2 separate regions of the Mus musculus genome follow, and region 1 is linked to region 2. The links are chromatin contacts, called in public HiChIP or PLAC-seq maps. All regions are on one chromosome and are shown on one strand. The core of a region is the stretch at or near the end of the contact, and the rest is flanking DNA. Distances in the headings are between cores, read along the strand shown.

Region 1 (4,949 bases), core at 1,168-3,667, 570 kb before region 2:
TTTAAGAATTTGTTTTCTAAGGGCTGAACTCATTTTGACCATCATTTTACTGACAGAGTCATCTCCCCAGTGCTATTAAATCTTGTAAATTCTATATGTTTTTTTAAACAGTCACCACAGGCACTGTGTGTTTTTAAAGACATCTGTTAAATGATTGAAGTTACGTTTAAATATTTATGGGACTAGAGAGATGGTTCAGTAGTTAGAGTACTTGCTGCTTTTTCAGAGGACTTTGGTTCACCCCATTACCCACATGGGATGGCCTCCAGACCCTTTTGTGATCCATCTCCTATCCTCTTCGTCTTCCCCTCTCATCCTCCACGTCCACCTTTCTTCATACAGAGCACTTTCAAGCTCTCCCAAATGCCCCTCCATCTTTGTCTGGTTACACAGACACATCTTCAGATCTTAGCTTTCACAGAATATCTTTCCCAAATGCTTCCTCAGCATCTCACACCTGCACTTTCTCTAGGTTGCCTGTCCACGTCTTGGATCATGTAAGAATTCCGAGTCCTCAGGTACTTACTCCACTGGCCCCTAAGCTCCATAGCTTAAGAACTCAGCCTCTTGCTTTCCATGTGACTCACTGGTCAGCCATGTTGTTGGCATCAGAGCCTACAGCCTCTGAATCCAGTGATGACATCACCCATAGGTGACAAGGACCCAACAAGCCTGTTGCCATGGAAACCACCATACATTCATCTACCTGCCTGAGCCTTACTTGTGCAAGGTAGTGTGCATGATTACATCACAGCCCAAATAAAAGGTAGAACCCCCTAACCTGAACTTCGCTCTTTTTTTCCTTCTTTTTCTTCATTGCCCCCTTCATCCTTTTCTCTTTCCCCCTTATCCCCCAATAAACCTCTCCCATGATGCTGTACTGGCCTGGTGTGATCTGTCTCCCTACGAACTGCCTTCTAACACAACACATGTGATACTGGACAATCTTTTCACTACAATGTGCCCCGGTTTCCTCAACTCATAATAGAGCCTATTTCTTAAATATGCAGCCACCTCTTATCTTTGGCCTCAACCGGGTACAGATGAAATCTAGGAAAAAGGTACATCTGTAACACATATTTACAGACTTTTTCTTGCCATAATTCTCTAAACGATACCAGAGTGATGGCTGCTTCCATAGAACTGACATTACATTTTCTGTTGCAAGTTACCCAGAGGTGTTTAAGGATGCAGGGATCATACAGGGTGTGGCAGAGTGCCTAGTGCCACAGAAAAATAAAAAATAAAACAAGCCATGTTGGTACACACACCTGTATTCCCAGCTCTAGCTGGGTTATGTAAGAGGATTCCCGGGGATACTAACCAGTCAGTCTAGCCTAATCTGCAAGCTCTAGACCAATGAGAGACAATGTCTCAAAATATAAGATATAAAAATATTAATATGGAAAGCAATTTAAGGAAGATATCTGACATGGATCTCAGTATATATGCATGCATACATGAGCATACATACATACACTAACACACACACATGCATGCACACATACACACAAAGTTCTTAGGAGCAGGTGGAGGTATAAGTAATAAGACCAGGTAAAGCATCAGGGTATTAGGATTTCCCTGTCTTGGTCACTGGTTTATACTGATACCTGCCCTGCTTGAAAGCTAATTCAGAGAAAGTAGTCCATAAACATTTGTTGGGTGAGTGGCTGAATGCTGATGTATCTAAATCTGTCGCCACACACACACACACACACACACACACACACACACACACATGCTCTGCACTGTTTGGCCTTTCTCAGGTCTGGGTAGACCGAAAGGGCCCATTGTGTGAACACCTCCCAGTCTCTGCGCTAGTGTTTTTTTCCATTGACTGTGTGAGGAGAAGGACTCTATTTTACAAAGAAAGGAGTGAGTAGGGGAGCCTGCTTCCAAAGGCCTGTTTGTTCTCATTATTAATTTTCCTCTCCTCTTCCAAGTGGAGTTTGAATGATTTTGAATGTGCACTCATCTGGAACGACACCCTCATTCTCTCCTTTCATGGCTGGCTGCAATTAAAGTCAAAAGCAAAATTTAAAAATACAGCTTTCTTATAGAGAGAAAGAACTGTTGATTCAGGCACTAGCCTGTAACCTCACAACAGTACCAGAAAATAATTTTTAAAAAAAGGGGGGGGGGGGAAGAAGAGGAAAAAAGAATATGAAGCTGACAGATCTAGTCCCAAATCAATAACTTGCTAACTTTACTGGTTCCTAAGGCAATTATAAGCACTGGAAAAGTGCCCAAATGCTCAAAGGAATTAAGAGTTCCCTAAAACACACCCACCTCCTTTTCTAAAGAAATCAGTTGGGCTTGGGCGATAAAGGCAAAATAACTGAACGGGGTGGGGCTCAGCAGTCTCCAAAGTCCATCAGAGAGCCATGGAATTTCAGAGCTGGAAGGAGGCTTAGAGGTCACCTCGAGGTCGTCTTATAGAGAGGTGACAAGGAGCCTGGGATTCACAGAGCAGGTGTGGGTCTAAAGGCATCTCCCATCCAACTTGCCTGATTCATTCGTGCAAGAAATGTTTCCTGAGCACTTACTTGGGCCTGGGCACCGTGCTGAGCATGAGAAATTCATTAGCAAACCAAACAGACACGCTGTTTGCCCACGTACAACTTCCGTGCTACTGCGGAGCCAGATACTGGAGCAAGCCAACCAACAAACAAGTACATAATAAGACGGAAGCTGATGGGAGTGGTGGAGAGCTTACACGGGGCGGTCAGAAGAGGACTCTGAGCAGGTGATATGGGAGATATGGGAGAAGAAAGGATCAGGGAGGACACAAATACAAACAAGGCAAAGCAAGGCGTGTGGTAGGGATGTGATTACATCTGTCCTCCAAACAAGGGTGCCACTGGCCTGGGGCCAATCTAAGAGGCACCAGAACCACAGCTATTACTTTTCCCCTCACAACTGCCCAACTCACATGGCTTTCCTTCACCAATGATGAGGGCTCTGATAGATTTTTGTGGCCAGCGTCTGAACCAGGAGAAATGTCATGCCAAGGAGAACATGGCAGTGGAGAGGAAGGACAGGAAAAAACATTCCAGAAGCAGAGAAAATCGGTTATGAGCAGAGACTGCATCAGACACCTTTGGGGAGAGACCAGCCTCAGCCTTTGTTGAGCTGGGAAAGTTGCCTGACTGCTCTGAGCTGCTGTGTTTTTCTCCTCTGCAAAATGGGAGCCTCCTAGTAGAGTTGAGAGTAATGGCTAAGAGCAAGGGCTCAACCCCGGTAGGGCTTTCCTCTAGATGTGTGTGCTGCCACTCACTCTCAGAATAGCCCTGAACCAACAGCCTCCTTCCTCATGGACCGCAAGCCCAGGCTCCTCAGCCCTGCCCGTCACCCCACCTTCAGTGGTGACTCAGCACAGCTCCACCTGAATGAACACATTTGAGGTTCAAGAATCTTTGGCATAAGCCTCCCAAGGCTACCTACCTGTCTACTGTCTCCCATCACCCTTCAAATCCAATAGAAGAGAAGAAAGACAGTCCCACCAAAATCAATGGAATAGGCAGCACCATTTGTTCAAACTTAAGGTGATGTCTGCTTCTCCTAAGATAACTCAAGTAAATCAACACACACCACAAACAAGAGTGTACACGTGGTCACGTGACAAGCATCAGTCTATATCCCATCGGGGAACCGATCGGCCATACTGGAGGACCCACGGGCTTAACTAGCTTGTGGCTTAGCTTCAGGAAAGCCCAGCAAAAAAATCATTCTGGAAGTCGTAAAATTATGGTGGTCTTCTGTTTCACTCCACACATTCCCCCAACCCCTTTTGGGGAGTTGTGGCAGTGGGGGGTGGGAGGGAGTGCTTGGTTCCGTTGTCCATTGTCCACAAGGCAGTGGGAAGCGTTACAATCTAACACGTTGTTCTTTCTCAGACAGGATCTCATGGGTCACAGGCTGGCCTCAAGCTTGCTAAGTAGCCCGGATAACCTTGAGCTTTGGTCCTCCTGCCTTCACCTCCCCAGTCTGAGATTATAGACATGCACCACCTCTCTTAGTTTATGTGTTACTGGGGATCAAACCTAGGACCTCGTACGTGCGAGGCAAGCCCTCTACCAACTAAGCCACATCCCAAGCCAACAATTGTAATACTTTATAAAGAGTACTTCTTACATTCTAGGCCCACCTGCCCTTTCCAGCATCCACTAGTCATAGGTAGCCACTGAATACTATAGTGTGGCTGATCAAAATTAAGAATAAAATATGCACTGGATTTCAATGATACAATACAGAATGTATACAGTAGCTCAATAATTTCATATGGATTGCATGCTACAATATTACTTTGGTTATGTAGAGTTGAGTGAAATATATTAAAATTAATGCTGCCTGTTGGTTGGAGAGGTTGAATATGGTGAAAACTTACTGTATACAATTCTCAAAGAACTATTTTTTTCACTAATTTAGCTTTCACAATGTACCTACTAGAAAATCTGACACTATTAGCAGAGTATTCATCATATTCCTAGCTATCAGTGACTAAGGAAGAGTATAGCATGCATTTTATTGTCTCACAGTCACCTCCTCAAGTAGGAACTGTTACCCTATTACTCTGTGTGTGTGTGTGTGTGTGTGTGTGTGTGTGTGTGTGTGTGTGTGTGTGATATGCAGATATGTGTACAGGTGCCCACTTGATAGAGGAGGCTGGGGGATGGTTTCTAGTGCCCCATTGTCACAGTCTCTGTCTTATTTCCTTTAGAAAGGGTCCCTAACCCTGGAGCTAGGCTTATAGCCAGTAAGGCCCAATGACCTGTCTCTGCCCTCCCCAAGTATTGGGGTCATAGGCCCCAGCTATGCCTATGCCCAGCGTTCCTCATGGCTGCCACGTATTTGAACTCTTCATGACTGCACAGCAAGTGCTCCTACCCACCGAGCCACCTTCCCAGTGGTTGCTGACACACCCGTTCACTGATGGTAATAGTGAGACT
Region 2 (5,006 bases), core at 1,321-3,820:
ACTGACCATCGGTCAGGTACAGATTGCTGGGGAGATTGAGGAAAGAGGGTCACAGTTTGTGGGAGAACCCCATCTCTAACAAAAGAAAATCTACACAGTAGTAAGTTTGGCAGAGGCGAAGCCTCTTGAGTTTCCTACTACACAACTCACCTGTGCCACTGTGGCACCTCCTGTTCCTCAGGGCCCGTTCTGTCCTCACGTGTTGGAGAGGCTCATTACAGACTTTACCCCACCCAACTCTTAGAGTTTGCACCTCTCACATGACAATCACGTACTTGCTTTTAGCTCTGAATGCCCCCTTCCTCCGCAGTTTTTGGCCCGGAATTATTGATTTCTCTCCATCTGGAATATTCCTTATTGCCTATTATTTTTTGAGCTAGTTGCTATATATACTTCAGACTTCCTCCTCAGGGCGTTTTCTAAGGGTGTTCCTGATGTGACACCCTAGATTCTGGGAAACATAACCCTTCCTAATAGTTTCCTCTGTTTTTCCTTTAGAACTTGTTTTTTGTCTTTCCTGAGAAACTCGTACTGTGTCCCAGGGCAGAAACAATGGCTGCCTTCCCAATGGCCTGTCTACCACCCATGACAGTGGCTACTTAAGTACATCCCTTAGTTTATTTGCTTAGAACATAACTTCACTGTACCCTTGGAATTGCTCGTTCTTCTTAGGGTAGCCTCTGGCTCCTCCCCCCCATTCCAAGGGAACTTTCAGTGTCCACCAGGGTGGCCTCAAACTCCCAGAGATCCTCCTGTTTCTACCTCTCAAGTGTTGGGATTAAAGGCAAGCACCACCTTCTCTGGCTGAAATCAAGTCTCTTGGCAAATAGCCTCATGAGATATCCATCATGGAAAAAGATCCCTCATCTTGATCAAGTCTTCAGGGGACTGTAAACTATGCCAGGGACTCCGGATGAAACTGTGTGGGATCACAAATGATAACCAGTATAGTCACTGCTGCACTCTGCATGCTCTCTGGACTCCAGGGACAGCATGTATGAGTGGATTACTCAAGTTGAACTAAGAATGTTTCTAAAGGTCGTTATTGAAAGAAATGTCAACTTCCCTGGATTCTCATTTTTCAATGGAACATGTATTTGGTTAGAGCCTAAGGTAGTAGTATTTCCTCTTTCAAATCAGCTGTTTATAAGATTATTTTTTAGTAGATTGGATTAACTGAGAAAATGTAGGATAATGTAGGATACTATAGGGTAGTACTTCATCTAAACCATATAAAGAGCCAGTTTTTATTCCAAATGGTAGCCTAAGTGGAAAGAGACTTTATTAATAGAGAACTCGGAAGGGCTAGCTGGCAAGGTTGGAGTAGGATCTCCTGAAAGGTTAGAACATAGAATAGAAAGTTATGAGGTGTCTCATTTTATCTCTTCTCCTGATCCCAGGCTTTCTGACTTAGGCCACTTTCCATTCTGTAACTGTCTGGTGTCCCGCACCTTCTTACTCTGAGTTAGTTAGCTGATTTGGTTTGGAGTGTGAGGCCTTTGTTTGGTTTGGGTTCTGGGGATTCAGCCCAGGGCTGGGTGACTTCTAGTAAGCACCCCACCACTGAGCTTTATGCAGAGCCTCTGTTGTGGTTTGTGGTGTTTAGCTTGCGAATGGTAGTTGTGGTTTTCATCTTTTACGGTGTTCTTGCACCATCAAAAGGATTCAAGTTGCTGAGGAGGTGGTGTTCTGCATTGTCTTGTGTGGATTGCCTCGACTCTGGAATAGATGTAAACTCCTTTTCCTTTATTGTGTTCTCTGTCTGTGCAGTGGCAGAGTTCCCTGGGTTTGCTGGGGTGGAGGGAGGGGCACTGCTCTGCATAGCAACTTTGTGTTAGATGGAGAAGAAAAGATAGGTTGCTCGGAGGAGGTTGCTCTCTCTGTACACAGGTTCATTGTCACAGGTATTTGTCATTGACTGCTGAAAGTGATCTAAGACAGACTTGCAGGCCCCACTCACATATTACCATATTCCACAAGGCTAACGCTGACTGCATCTGTGATTATAACTGTTTGGTTCATGTTGAGGGTGCTTCTGAATACAAGAGTGCATTGTCTCACTTACAGCCTGTAATGACAGACACATCACAAGTGGCCGTTTTCCTTACACCACAGCTCCCATTGTGGTTGGATTTTATTTGAGAAGGTAGTTATTTTGGAAAGAAGGAACTACACCTTCCAGCCTTAAAAGGCGACCTTGCAAGTTTTAAGTGTTTAGAACCTCAGCCAAGAGACTAGTTGCCTATGAACTGCAGTTTCAGAATCTTTCCAGGTGGAAGGACACAGTTGAATGGAGGGACCAAGGCCAAGCTTTTGTTATGGTGGCAGTGCCGGGAGAGGAAATGAGAACAGTTGGGATTCCTGCAGGCTGGAGGAGCAGTTGAGTCTGGGAGAAAACAATGCATTATTTCTTCCCACTCGCCCTTGACAAGTGGCGTCTTCTAGTTTCAGTGTAAGCAGCGCTCCTGGTTCAGCCTGAAAAACTACTTGTGAATTCACTGTAATATCAGTGCCCAGATTCTATCCTCAAGAGTATTCCAGGGGCGTGCTGATTGTTGGCTGATTGCCCGCTCTGGGAAGAGAGTCGTGCTTGCCCAGGTCCACTGTCAAAACACCACCGCCGTGGCCGGTGTTACATAGGTGGCGACTGTTATCGCCGTGTGCAGAGCTGGGAAACATTGCACACAGTTGGTTCCGCTGTCAGTGTGAGCTGGCTCTTTCCACAGGGAGATAGATCCTCATGCAGCACATTACAATGACGAAACTCTAATAATATGAGGACCATGGTCATGCATCAAGTTCTTTGGTACACTTTGTCTTACTTTTTCAAGTAGGACTTTTCAAGATAGGGTTTCTCTGTGTAGTCTTGGCTGTCCTGGAACTCACTCTGTAGACCAGGCTGACTTCAAGCTCAGGTACCCACCTGCCTCTGCCTCCCAAGAGCTGGTATTAAAGGTGTGCACCACCACCTCCTGGCTTACTTGTTTTGGTTTATGAGACGGTCTTACTGTATAGCCTAGTCTGGTTTCCAACTTGGCGTCTTCCACCCTCTCCCTCCACCTGCTAGCATCATAGCATACGTGTCCTATTTTTTTCTTAGTTGGTCACCATAATAGTACAGAGAGATAAATGCTGTCTGCTCTCCCAAACTTAGCATGGTCTCTATTTAGTCCCAGCAGCTTGTATTTTCCATTTGCCCATCTCTCTGAGAGTCAGATCTGAGTATGAATGGAAGATCTGAGACTGCAAAGTATTTTGCTCATCTCATAGTCAGGATTTGTGATCAGTAAAATATGCGTAATTAAACGTTCAGTGTCAGGTTCGTTTCACCTACACTTTCTCTTTTTCAGTTGTAAAGAGTCCACCGTATTTTCAGAAGAATTAATGGACTCATGCAGTTTACTCAGTATCTGTTACGTGCCTGTTTTACATTGCATGGCTGGATCAGTGGACAAAATAGGGAAACAACCATATCCTCCAGGGGAAATTGGGCCAACTAATGTATGTCAGAGCAGTTTATGTGGTCCGGTGGGGGTGGGAAAAGAATGCTAGGGGACTCTATACAGAGGAGGGGCCTGGGCTGCAGTTTTAAAGCCAGAGATCATATTACTGTAATAGCTTAAGTTTCTGATACATCACATTCCTGATTGCTTTTTCTCAAAGGAACATGGTATGCTCCCTGAACTCAGGTGTAGTTTGCTGGCCCCCTCCCAGGCTGGATCTCTCTGCCTTCCCTTGATTATTGGTCAGTATGTAGCCTAACAGCCCCTGTCTTTTCTAGGCCCCTTGTTACACTCCCGGCTGGTGTTGATCTGGTGGTCAGCCTAAACCCCTTTCCACAGGCACACCTCCCCACCAAGCCGGCTTTCCTTGCCCAGTCAGTTTACTGTTGACTCATTGGAGCTGGAAGTAGTACTTTATCTCTGCAGTTTCTCATTATACAGAATCCTGCTGGGACCCATTGATTTATTGCCAAATCACTCTTCATTTGTGTCTCCCCGAGTTCTTGATGCCATTTGAGGATGGATTTTCATAAGCAGAGTCACACCTTTTAAAGTTCATTTTCCCTGAATGTGATGTTTAGAAGGATCCTGTTGATGTCAGTAAGTCTCTAGCCCTATAGGAAGAAGGGGTGGGGAGGGGAGAGGGAGGAGAGGAGGAGCCCATTAGGACAGATGGACCTGAGTGTTGGAGCCAGCACAAATATTTTTAGCTGGAAATGATTAACATTCTGTTGCTAACATCTTATTCATCTTTAGTACCACAGTCTGTTTGGATTAAGAGGAAACCCTCCTTATCATGGTGTAATACAATTTCTTTTCAGCTTTAATCTATACAAGTAAAAGTTCCTTTGGATAAATACAAGACAACAAAAATGGCCTTCAAGTGTGACAGATTATGGGTTTTTTTTTTCAATGTCAGAATCTGGTTAATACTTGCAGAAAACTGCGTGATCATTAGTAGGCAGGAAGCCCATTAAAAGCTCTGGTTAGGAGGCTGCAGAGATGCAATAGATTAGAGGCAGGGTAGTCAGCTCAGGAGGAGCAACACTCAAGGTTGGCCTCTGCTCTGTGCTCTCAGGCACACATGTACACCGCACACACGCACACACAAGTGAATATATATTAAACTGCTTGTAAAATATGTAGCATTAAAAAACCACTTTAGAATTATTTAATTACAACCATATATATATATATATATATATATATATGGTGGCGAAAAGTAGGAACTTAGGAGCCAGACTCTGGATTAGGATGCATTTTTTTTTTTTTTAAGAAATTTGTTTGTATGATCACAGATTTGCCATATTTGGTGCTTCAATTGATTTGTCTGCCAAATGTAGATAAAAAATATTTACTCAGAGGGTTCTTGTGAGGATGGAGAAGATCCAGTAAAAATGGTCACACCTATGAAAACTGCTCCCTTTTGGGAGAGAGGGGTAGCCCCCGTGTTTAGCAGTCCAGCATGTCCTAATGGTCATGGGCATATTCCTTAGTATTCTA

What was found. HiChIP or PLAC-seq counts read pairs in DNA pulled down with a chosen protein or histone mark.
Region 1: a contact with region 2 is called in a FOXA1 HiChIP or PLAC-seq map of pancreatic cancer cells. The contact joins two enhancer-like sites. A contact is called at or near these places in 1 of 484 Hi-C or Micro-C datasets (LSK cells) and 4 of 115 datasets of contacts at active chromatin or transcription factors (embryonic stem cells and pancreatic cancer cells).

What each region holds. Positions count from the first base shown.
Region 1 is chr6:94,753,084-94,758,032 of GRCm38.p6, reverse strand. No RefSeq gene overlaps it. Among named protein-coding and RNA genes, the nearest start is that of Lrig1, 55 kb to the right of the region's middle. RefSeq lists an enhancer at 593-4,935. Within about 2 kb of position 2,417, at least 47 of the 459 cell types and tissues checked have an H3K27ac peak or open chromatin away from gene starts, as enhancers often do. A contact at or near this core is called in embryonic stem cells and pancreatic cancer cells, where this site is marked.
Region 2 is chr6:94,181,100-94,186,105 of GRCm38.p6, reverse strand. All of the region lies in intron 1 of Magi1 (membrane associated guanylate kinase, WW and PDZ domain containing 1), which reads left to right. All of the region lies in intron 1 of 4930511A08Rik (RIKEN cDNA 4930511A08 gene), which reads left to right. Among named protein-coding and RNA genes, the nearest start is that of Gm52867, 44 kb to the left of the region's middle. Within about 2 kb of position 2,570, at least 47 of the 459 cell types and tissues checked have an H3K27ac peak or open chromatin away from gene starts, as enhancers often do. A contact at or near this core is called in embryonic stem cells and pancreatic cancer cells, where this site is marked.